2 separate regions of the Zea mays genome follow, and region 2 is linked to region 1. Evidence: chromatin contacts called from public Hi-C data. All regions are on one chromosome and are shown on one strand. Each heading gives the region's core, a stretch centred on a gene start, on an enhancer-like site or on the middle of the called end of the contact. The rest is flanking DNA. Distances are from core to core; before and after follow the strand shown. Region 1 holds the start of LOC100383217. Region 2 holds the start of LOC100279225.

The links. A called contact is a pair of places that touch in the nucleus more often than the background predicts.
Region 2: a Hi-C map of tassel shows a contact between it and region 1, with 2.6 times the contacts expected there. The contact joins the promoter of LOC100279225 here to the promoter of LOC100383217 in region 1. A contact is called at or near these places in 2 of 25 Hi-C or Micro-C datasets (ear and tassel) and 1 of 3 datasets of contacts at active chromatin or transcription factors (leaf).

Annotation. Positions count from the first base shown.
Region 1 is chr1:261,172,483-261,177,440 of Zm-B73-REFERENCE-NAM-5.0, reverse strand. It overlaps LOC100383217, which reads right to left and starts at 2,002. Exons shown (of 5, transcript NM_001175879.1): 1 at 1,529-2,002; 2 at 1,344-1,430; 3 at 943-1,240; 4 at 720-853; 5 at 154-594. The coding sequence starts at 1,861. The coding sequence ends at 397.
Region 2 is chr1:261,284,075-261,289,032 of Zm-B73-REFERENCE-NAM-5.0, reverse strand. LOC100279225 reads right to left here and starts at 2,655. Exons shown (of 5, transcript NM_001152249.1): 1 at 1,559-2,655; 2 at 324-788; 3 at 1-192. The coding sequence starts at 2,590.

The DNA.
Region 1 (4,958 bases), core at 753-3,252:
TCGCAAAGTCAGACTAGTTTGGGTTTTAGTATTGACTCCAATCCATATATATTGAGGTGGATTGAGGTGTAACTTAAAATAATTTACACTTCTATTTACCTCAACGCACGTGGATTAGGTCATTAAGATCAAACTATAGTACGCAGACAAAGCAAAGGCAACCAAACCCTCCATCTCCAACGCCGGGGCAATGCCCGTGCGCGTCACCGTTTCTCCAGCAGAGCGTGCTGCGCGCGCGCCGCGTGATCAATCAAACAACTGAAAAGTCAAAGCTGGAAGAAGAAAAAAAAACTACAGTTGGCGAAGAAGATTAGCCCCGGCAGGCCGCCACAGCCGCACAGCACAGGACAAGTGGCAAAAAAAAAAAAACGATCGTGTCCCGGCCGGCGGTGCTTCTCATGGGCCAATGCTCGGCATCTCCAGCCGCGCCCTCTTGCTCCGGCCCGCCGTGGCCGCGAACGAGGAGGCCGCGTCGGCCGACTCGTACGTCATCGAGCCGGAGCTGGATGGCGGCGGTCTCTTGTCCGCCAGCTTGCTCGGCGTAGGCGAGGAGCTCTCGCTCAGCATCGTGCTGTAGCAGGCGTGCACGTCGTCCTGATTGATCACCGGGAGGAACCGCGCGCACAGACGATGTGAGGTTTTCATGAGTTCATTCTCGAGACGTGTCGGGAACAGTCGAACAGAGTGCGTGTACAAGGAGCAACCGAGCAAGCACGGACCTTGTCGAGCAGGCAGGACGGAGTGAGGCTGCTCATATTGCACTCCAGCGCTTCCTTTGTCATGGCGCCGTGGGCCGCCGCCAGGACGGCGGCGACGGCCACGGTGGACGGCCGGTAGTCGAGCACACTGGCAGCTGCGAGAACAGAGCACGAACACGGATGCATTCAGGTTCCCAGGCATGGATGGGAGGGAGATGGGCGACAATGCATGTGGTTGGCTAACCTTCCGCGGCGGAGAAGATAAGCGCGGCGGCCTTGGCGGCAACGAGCCCGCCGCCGCCGCCTCGGCGTAGCCTGGAGGAGAGCCAGGGGAGGTAATCCAGCGGCGTGACACCGCCCATGCGCCACCCCAGCGTTGACAGCACCAGCAGCTCCACGCGCCGGATGCAGACGCTGCTGAAGTCGTAGTCGTCGTGGGCGCGGAACTCGGACAGCGCCGGCGCGCGGTACTCCTCCATCTTCGCCGCCAGGGACAGGCACGCCACCGCCAGCAGCCGCGCCGCCCAGGGCATCACTGACACCTGCAGTCCACGCACAGCACATTCATACCATACCGCGTCAGTGAATCGGCGGCGCCGTCAGTGAAATCGACCGTGGTTGGGATGGGATGTACGGATGACGCACGTCCATGCACCGGCGGAGGCAGAAGCGGTCCATGTAGGAGACGGCCAGGTACGCCGCGCGGTGGGAGAAGCCGAAGTAAGCCCGCGTCTGCAAATCGGGCGGCTGCGTGCGGTCAGAGAACGAAACGGAAGTCGATTAAAGACGGACGATGCTCCATCGTGCTGGCTCGTCGGCCGAGCGATCACCTCAAGGACCCACGCGACGGTGGCGTGGCGCGCGCAGCGGAACCACTCGTCGGATGACGACGCCGTGGACGAAGGGCGCGTCTCGGCGCCGGCGTCGGAGGAGACGGGCGAGGAGGAAGGGGAGCAGCAGAAGCTGCTCTCCTTGGACACGAGGTAGTCCATGTACTCCTCCTCCTGGTCCTCACCGGCGTCGCTGTGAGCAACGACGGCCGGCTCGCCGTCGTCGGCGCTCTCCGCGGAGCCACCGGCGTCGAGGTCGGCGCCGTCCTCCAGGCACATGAGGGAGAGGGAGGAGCCGCCCGAGCCGTCCTCCTCTGCTCCCCGTTCCCCCATTGTGGAACCGATCCGCCCGAGTACGACGTCGGAAGCTGGCGGTGGATCGGACCGGAGGAACCTGTTAAAGATCCACCAGTGTATATTCCGGCAGCGGTAGCTGGCCGTGGAAGCGCAATGGCGCTGTGGTGCAGGAGGTGGAAGAGCACCAGCGAGGCAGCGAGGTGGCTAGCTGGTGCTTGAGCCGATCACACCTCTATTTTAAAAGTGGAAAGTAATTCTTTACTGCAAATAATCTCTTTTATAGCACCTCATATCTAACACCTGTTAATTCATATAAATAAAAAAACAAAATACTAAAAAATTAAGTTGTAAATTTTGATCTGTTTTTTGTCTCCGGTAGATATGAGATGTGAGGAGCTATAAAAGAGTGTTTACATCCTATATGTAAAAAAACATTAAGGTCTTGTTTGTTTCTATCGGATTGCACCCGAAATCGTTCCAGCTAATCAAAGTTTATATAAATTAGAGAAACAATCTAGTTAAGAATCGTTCCGACCCATCAATCCGGTACAAATGAACAAAGCCTAAGTGGCGCTCTGTCTCGCCCCACTCTCTTGTACGCACAGAGAGAGTGAGATTGTGTCAGTTCCACTCGTCTGCTAATCACTGCGCGTACTTGATTCTTTTTTTTTCTGAATGACCTCGGCTTGCTGTTGGTCAAGAAATAAAGATACTCTATAGGAGTGTGATGTACTTGGATATTACTTTCCTGAATGACCTCGGCTTGTTGTTGGTCAAGCAAGAATACGAATACCCCTTGGTTACGCATCGACTGAATTCATGATGTCGTGTTGCTGGCCGAGATTTAAATTTAAATTTATAAATTTGACGAGGCAGGTGCGGTGCCGCGCCGTAGTCAGTGCAGATGCCAATCACCGGGCTTGACCGGCGATGCCATCCATGTCCGCCTCTGCACTTCTCTGACTTGGAGGTGCTCGAATGATGTGCGCAGCAGTGCAGCTCTCAGAACCACGGATCGGACATCTTGGTGTAGACTGTAGACGTGCAGTGCTGGAGGCTGGAGCAAAGAAGCCAAAAGGACGGCTAGAGGTAGATGGGTTAAATAAGAGGTTTTTAATATATATATATAGTTTATACTAGGTGGATGCCCGTGCGTTGCAACGGAAACATATCGTCAGTATAGGAAACACAGCTTCTACCAATCTGGTATCAAAGGTCTCGACGATCATAAGCTCTGCCGCTGCCCTCAGGCAGCAGCTGCCGCCAGCATCAATGTGCTCTGCTCTGTGTTGTGTGCTATCTCTCTGTCTTAATTGTTTTTATACTTGCACTTCAATACTTATCTGTGGTATAAGCTATCTTTGAAGTGCATGGTATTTTGAGACAGAAACTTCATTTCTGCTACGACCTACTCGAAGTGTCTTTCATTCCACCGTGATCCGGTCTTCGAGTATAGTAAGAATTTCTAGTTTTAAGTAATATTTTTTTATTCGCCTATTCACCCCCTCTAGGCGACTTCTAGATCATGTTCCCGGGCAAAGAGAACTTTCAGCAACTCGCCGCCACCATTTCCTCACCGAAGATCAAGGAACTGCATGAGCTTCCTCGACCACCTGTTAACACATCAAAAAATACAACATCCCCAACTTTAGTTGCCCACTCTGCCCCATTGGTACCAAATCCTGCATCTTTGACACCCAAGGTTCAAGATCATTTTAGGACAAGACAAACGCTCCAAAGAACTGCTTCACCTTTACCAACTCCACCACCTAGTTCTATAGCCCACATTTTTTCTATACCTTATAGGGTATTCAGACAGTAAAGAGACAGAAGATCAACACAAGGGAGCTGCTAGAATGAGTCTTTCTTCTCTTCCTTCAGCACAAACATTCTTGGAAGATCGTCAGCCGTTGTCAGCAGCAGCTGGATCGGTCAGCAAAACATAGGGTGAGTTTTCACTACCCGTAACCTCACAACTTTTTAACATTGGTGCACTTGAAGCCTCCATGGGAAGGTGTTGTTCTATGTTCATTGATCATAATAATAATAAAGTAAAACAAAGTTGAATAGTCCCTTTTTAAGAAAAACTACAAAATAGATACAAAGCTGGCATTCCTATGTGAAGGTCTGAGGGAAACAAACAATATGAATAGTTCAGGGTTGATCTCTAGAAGGAACTTTCCCATTAAAGAACATTTGGTGCCACCTTTAGCAGGGGAATGAACATAACTGCCATACGGTGATGAGGTAAAAAAACATGGTAATCTCCTTTGGTTTCCTACAAAACAAGCAAGATGCTATTAGTAACTTATCAAAATGTGTAGCATCATCTACCACCTAAAACTCAATAACAACTTTTGTTCCTATTAAAGACATAAATCGTTTGTTACATAGAGTCACAGACACCTACTATCATATAAAAATCATTCATTCTGCTATTGTTTTCAAAGAGATAGTACATGCACAATCATAAAAACAAAAGGGAATCAACAAGCCTTTCTTTATTTTTCTGTTTGAATCCACATGATGATTCTGGCGCGAACTGGCTTGTTCTGTGTGCTGGTATGGATGATGAGGTAGGACAATCATGGGTGGCAGCACAAGACATACATGCAACAAGACGAGATGGTTGCGCATTGGTTAGCAGTTAGCACCGGCTGTGTCCATGTGCCTACTATAATAATGCATGTTCATCGTCCAACAGTCGTAATCAAATCCAAAGATTCCACATCTTGAGAAAGGAAACAAAACTTGATACTACATTGCAATGTGCCTGCACAATGATAGGGACGTTTGACTCATACGAACGCGATGCACAAGGTGGGCTTAGATGTACGTGCTCTGATTAGTAATTTTATTAGTGCATTGACCAAAACAAATTTGATGCGTGTGCGATGCAATGCAATGCACGTAGTCAATACATGTAAATTCTTATTAATTCCAGGCAAGTGGATAGTTTCACATGTAGAGATCAGATGCCATGCCCGGCCACAAAGTATAAAAAAATACCTAAGTTGAGTTCCAGCAGTTGAATCAGCATGTATGAGATGTTTACACCTGCAACCGCAAAGGGGTACTCCCATCTAGTTCACATTACTTGCTGCTTCAGCATCAACCTCTTGAAAGAAGCCTG
Region 2 (4,958 bases), core at 1,406-3,905, 110 kb before region 1:
AGACAGAGCAAATTCACAAAATCTTGCTCCAGCTGTTGGTGACCTCTTGATTAGAGCAATGCAGCGAGCACATGCTTCTTTTGGGCTCAACTTTGATGGAAAATAAGAAGGAATGAGGAGCTTTGTAATTTTTTGAGCAATGCGGGGATGATCATTAGCAAGTGAAGACAATAAAGTACCCAGACCAACAACCTGCAACAACGAAGGAATATAAACAGCCTACTTGAAGATATAAAAAGAGCACTTTAATATGTTTGAAGGGAACAAATTATAAATGTTAAGGTTATTTAAGTTCATAGCATAGTTTGTAAAAGGTACCATACCTTATTGTATTGGAATGATCGAAGATCTCGAATAGCTAAAAGAAGATCAACAGCAGCAGCCCTGATAGACAGAGCAGTATCTGAGATCATATCGCTTAATCTTGGAAGTAAAACTTTCAGTATTTCGTGACTTTGTGGATTGCCAAGCAAGTATATGAGACCATTAAGTGTTGATAGCCGAACCTCATTGCAAGAATCCTTGGACATGTCATCAACAATTTTACTCAGAAATTTTGAAATAGTGGGGGCAGGGACAATTTCCCAGTATTGGTTAAGAATACGAGAGATTCCTTCAACTGCAACTGTTCTTATTTCTGGGTATTCATCCATGAGGAGCCTGTCTATCAAGAAGAACTGCTTCTCTAGGAGAGGATCATTAACATCCTTAGTCACATCTGGATCTTCGAGGGGAAACAAATCTAACAGAAGATGCAAAGCATTATGGCGAACATTGGAGTTTGCAACCTGACGAACAGTAGCCAGTTCAGATAAGGCAAAGGAAATCTGGCTAAATGTAAATAGTCATATATTATCATTACTATAATATAAGATATGCTCAATGATACTCTGTAAAGCAGAAAACTAAACAAATTACTAGTCCAGTTTTTGACAATCAAGTTGAATTCAACTTAAGCTTATTGGGTTTTCCATGCCATTGACATTTCATGATTTATTGGGACGTGAGAGGAACATAATACACCCACATAGTACCAACGATTTCTTCATTTCTTGATAAACTTAATCTAGTAAAGAATGAGTTCTCCGATCCTTAATGCGTGAAGTCAAAAGAACCTGACGAGATGTGAAAAAAACGAACGGAGCATGTTATTGGGCATCTTAAAATGGCACCACCTAGCTTTCCTAGGAACACGATTAAGCACTAGATGCCACCCTGCTGTCAGCCTAGCACATAATGCCTTTAGGAACTCTGATGTGGTCAACCATATATGGAAGCTAAGCATTGACGATATTCAGTAAACTATGGGATGTATTATGTCAGAGATCACTTGAGTATTCTTCAAATCAAGCTAGTATGTGAAAGCATTATATCAAATCTCCACATCCTATTAATCTTCTGCCTAAATTCAATTGAAGGGGTAAATAACATATAACAGCAAGCAATTACATTCAGTGTTTCTATTATCTGCTAATTTCATCTCAATCCCGCTGGAATTATTAGTAGTCACACACACACTGCCAACCACCACGAGAAAGACAAGACAAGGCATATATACCTGCAACGAACGGAACAACACAGGTTCGGCAAGCTGGAACACCAACTTTTCAACCCCAGCAACCGCCCTCTGCTCCACGAAAGGCGACAGGATCTTCCTGGCCGCCTTGGCCACCTCCTTGCTCCCTGCGTGTACGGCGCCCTCCACCATCCCCTGCAGGAACGCCTCCCCGACCTCCCCCTTGACCCAACCCCCGTCCTTCCATGCCCTGAAGACGACCTCCCCGTAGGCTACAACCGCGGCGCGCTTGGCCCCGGTCATCCCCACCTGCGCCCTGATGAGCTCCAGCCCATCCCTGGCGATCCCCTCGCTGACCCCGAGCACGAGTGCGAGGAACTTCCTCCCTTCCTCGGCCTTGAGGAAGAGCGGCGAGACGAAGCAGCGAAGCAGGAGCATCTTGAAATCAGAAATGCTCTGGTCGTCGTCGTAGTCGAGCAGCGGCAGCGCGTCGCGGAGCGCGAAGAGGCGGCGGAGGATCGGCCTGGCGCTGGTGCCGGAGGTGAGCGCCAGGGCCACGAGGTAGGGCAGCGTCTGCGCAACTAGGGCTTCGCGTCCAGGCGCGTCGGCGCGCCAGGCGAGCTCGAAGCACGCGGCGGCAAGGGCTGCGAGCGGTGGGTCGGCGGTGGCGAGGAGCGCGAGGCGACCGTGGAGCAGCGCGAGCGGGCAGACGAGGTCTTCCCATCTAGGCGGGTGGGTGGGGTGTGTGACGAGCAGGTGGAGGAGGACGGCGGCGGGGCGTGGAGGAGGGGGTGGGGGCGGGGGTGCGTCGGAAGTGGAGCCGGCGTCGGGGTCGGAGGGGGTAGCGAGGGCTAGGGTGAGCGCTTGCGGGAGAGAGATGAGGAGCGGGTGGGAGACGGGGAGCGAGTGCACGAGTTGCTTGAGTTGGGGCGGGGCTTTGAGTGCGGCGGTGGCGGCGGCCGGGATGAGCGTGGCGGCAAGCGCGAGGAGGTCGGCGGAGGAGGAGGGGACGGAGTCGTCCCCGGCGCCAGCGGGAGTCCCGCCACGGCGGGGGCGGCGGCGCGCGGGCGGCATTGGGCGGGGACGTCGGGGATTTGGGGGCGGGGTTTCGAAATGGTGCGCGGGATCGACGGGGAATTTTTCAAGGGGCGATAGTGTGAGAGTGAGACATGATAGAGAAAGCCACAGAGAACTAGAGGAAGAGCACCGGTGGTGGTAGAGATGGCAATGGGTACCCGAAACCCGAATACCCGACGGGTTTTACCCGATATGAAGGCGGGTACGGGATGATTTCTCTACCCGCGGGTATGTTAATGGGTAAAAACCTCTACCCGTTGGGTAGATGGGTACGGGTATGGGTTGGTACTACCCATACCCGTCTACCCGTGGGTAAAATATACCCGCATCAATAGCACTATAAACATCTAATAGAGTCTAACTTAGCTAGAATAAAACTCTTCTCTAATTATCATTTGTCTAGATACTAAGTTATGTAATCATATAATTTGTTATATGTGAAATTGAAGTTGTTTTTATATGTTTCTTTAATATTTTGAGTGATTGGTATATTGGAATTTAATTCTTTCCTAGCGGGTACGGTTTACCCGACGGGTAAAAATACCCGCGCGGGTATGGGTATGGGTAAGATTTTATACCCGCGAGTATATATGGGTAACCCGACGGGTATAATTTTTTTTGATGGGTACGGGTATGGAATGGTACTACCCGACGGGTATGTACCCGTTGCCATCCCTAGGTGGTGGGTTGTAGTGCCCAGTGGGCTGTTGCAGCAGCAACTGTTTGAGCAACACGGATCCGGGCCTTTCTAGTAGAAGGGCAGCATATGCGGCCCGAGGGCCCGTGTCACTTCTCTATTTTTGTTCTTTCCAAAGCATACATTAATTTTACTTAAAGTAACTATATATCCGATTTTTTATTTTTTATGTCTAACCCTAAAGAGGATCTCTATTCTCTAGAAATTGTCATGTAGGTGATGGGCCATTGGACTACTCAAAGTGGCTTAGAGCCTTCACTATGGAGGTCGTCTTCTCGCTCGAGTTCTCACCACTTGTTAGTAAGTGTCTCCTTCCTTAAATACCTTCGAGGACATCTTTAGAGGTCTATGTGGACCTTTGGGTGTTGGGACCGCCAACCTGGTTTCATAACCTTCACCGAGGGTCCATCTTGCCTTCAACATCGACCACTTCACACACCCCTTGATGATCCTTTGCACGCACTAGAGCTAGTACTACAACTCCTTCATTTATGAAAACTTACAAGGTCATGTTAGGATTTGTTAGAGAACCCCCAGGCCTAAGGTTTCGCTCCCCAACATGTAATGATAAAAATGATACTATCATTATTGATAGAAGCCACATACAGCAATGCTAGCTTGTATTGAATAAAAAATCATAACTCTTTCATATAAGGTCACATTATGATAAAATTTATATTAAAATTGTAGAGTTCAAAGATATTGAAACTTTGTGGTTGATATTTGTTGGAGAGAAAACTCTAGTCGGGTGACGGAATTCACCCACCTAATCCTCCCAGGGGGCGGGGCATCAAATTTTAACTCTTGTTTTGGTGGTAGCTAGCCTCAACCAATTGAGACCTGGGGGGCAGGGTACCAAGAAGAGAAGTAAGTCCTCCCTCTGCGTCAAATGACAAAAATTGACAATGTCGCATGTGCCAAGGTCAAACGCAAGCATATAATATACAGATAAGTTCCAATGTCATCTTTCGCAAGTTCTTAAGATATATTACATCAGCGAAAGCCAAAAGTTGATGCTAGTTTCGTGGTCCAGGATCTCATTTGCCTCGCTGCAGTTCTGGCTCCTAAGCATCCGGTGAATCACGCGTGAAACGAGCAACAACAGCATAGCAGCATCCTGGATACTTGCCTGGGCTTCATCTGCTGCTTCAGCCACCGGATCTTCAATGACATGTACCAAGGAGATGGAGGGATCATGCCTCCAGAAGCACGTGAGGACATGTTATGCCACCATCCGAGGACCTGAACTGTCGGGTGCGTGATATGAGCGCACATGAGTACCTGCTTGGGAGCTGTGGAGGGGGTAAAACCCATTTTTACCACCTGGCGCCATGCCAAAGCGTCACGTGCGTGACCAGATGATCTACCCTGCATGGGGGGCACAGGTCAGTGAGCCGCGGCGATTGATATAACAACAGGAGATCTGACGACTAACATGATAATGGGCATGCCACAACTAAGCAGTCGGCACAATCAGGTTACCTTAAGCAAGATTGTTGATTATGGCCCCACCTGCGGGCTCAGAGCCTCTCCCGAGGTGGGCCAGGGGGCCACTGTTGGTACCCCATAATTGGGGTACCCTCTGCTAGTGTCTCAAGGCAGATACCCATGTGGTTAGCCCTATCCACGTGACAAGGAACTGAGCAAGCCAACCCCTTAGAACCGACT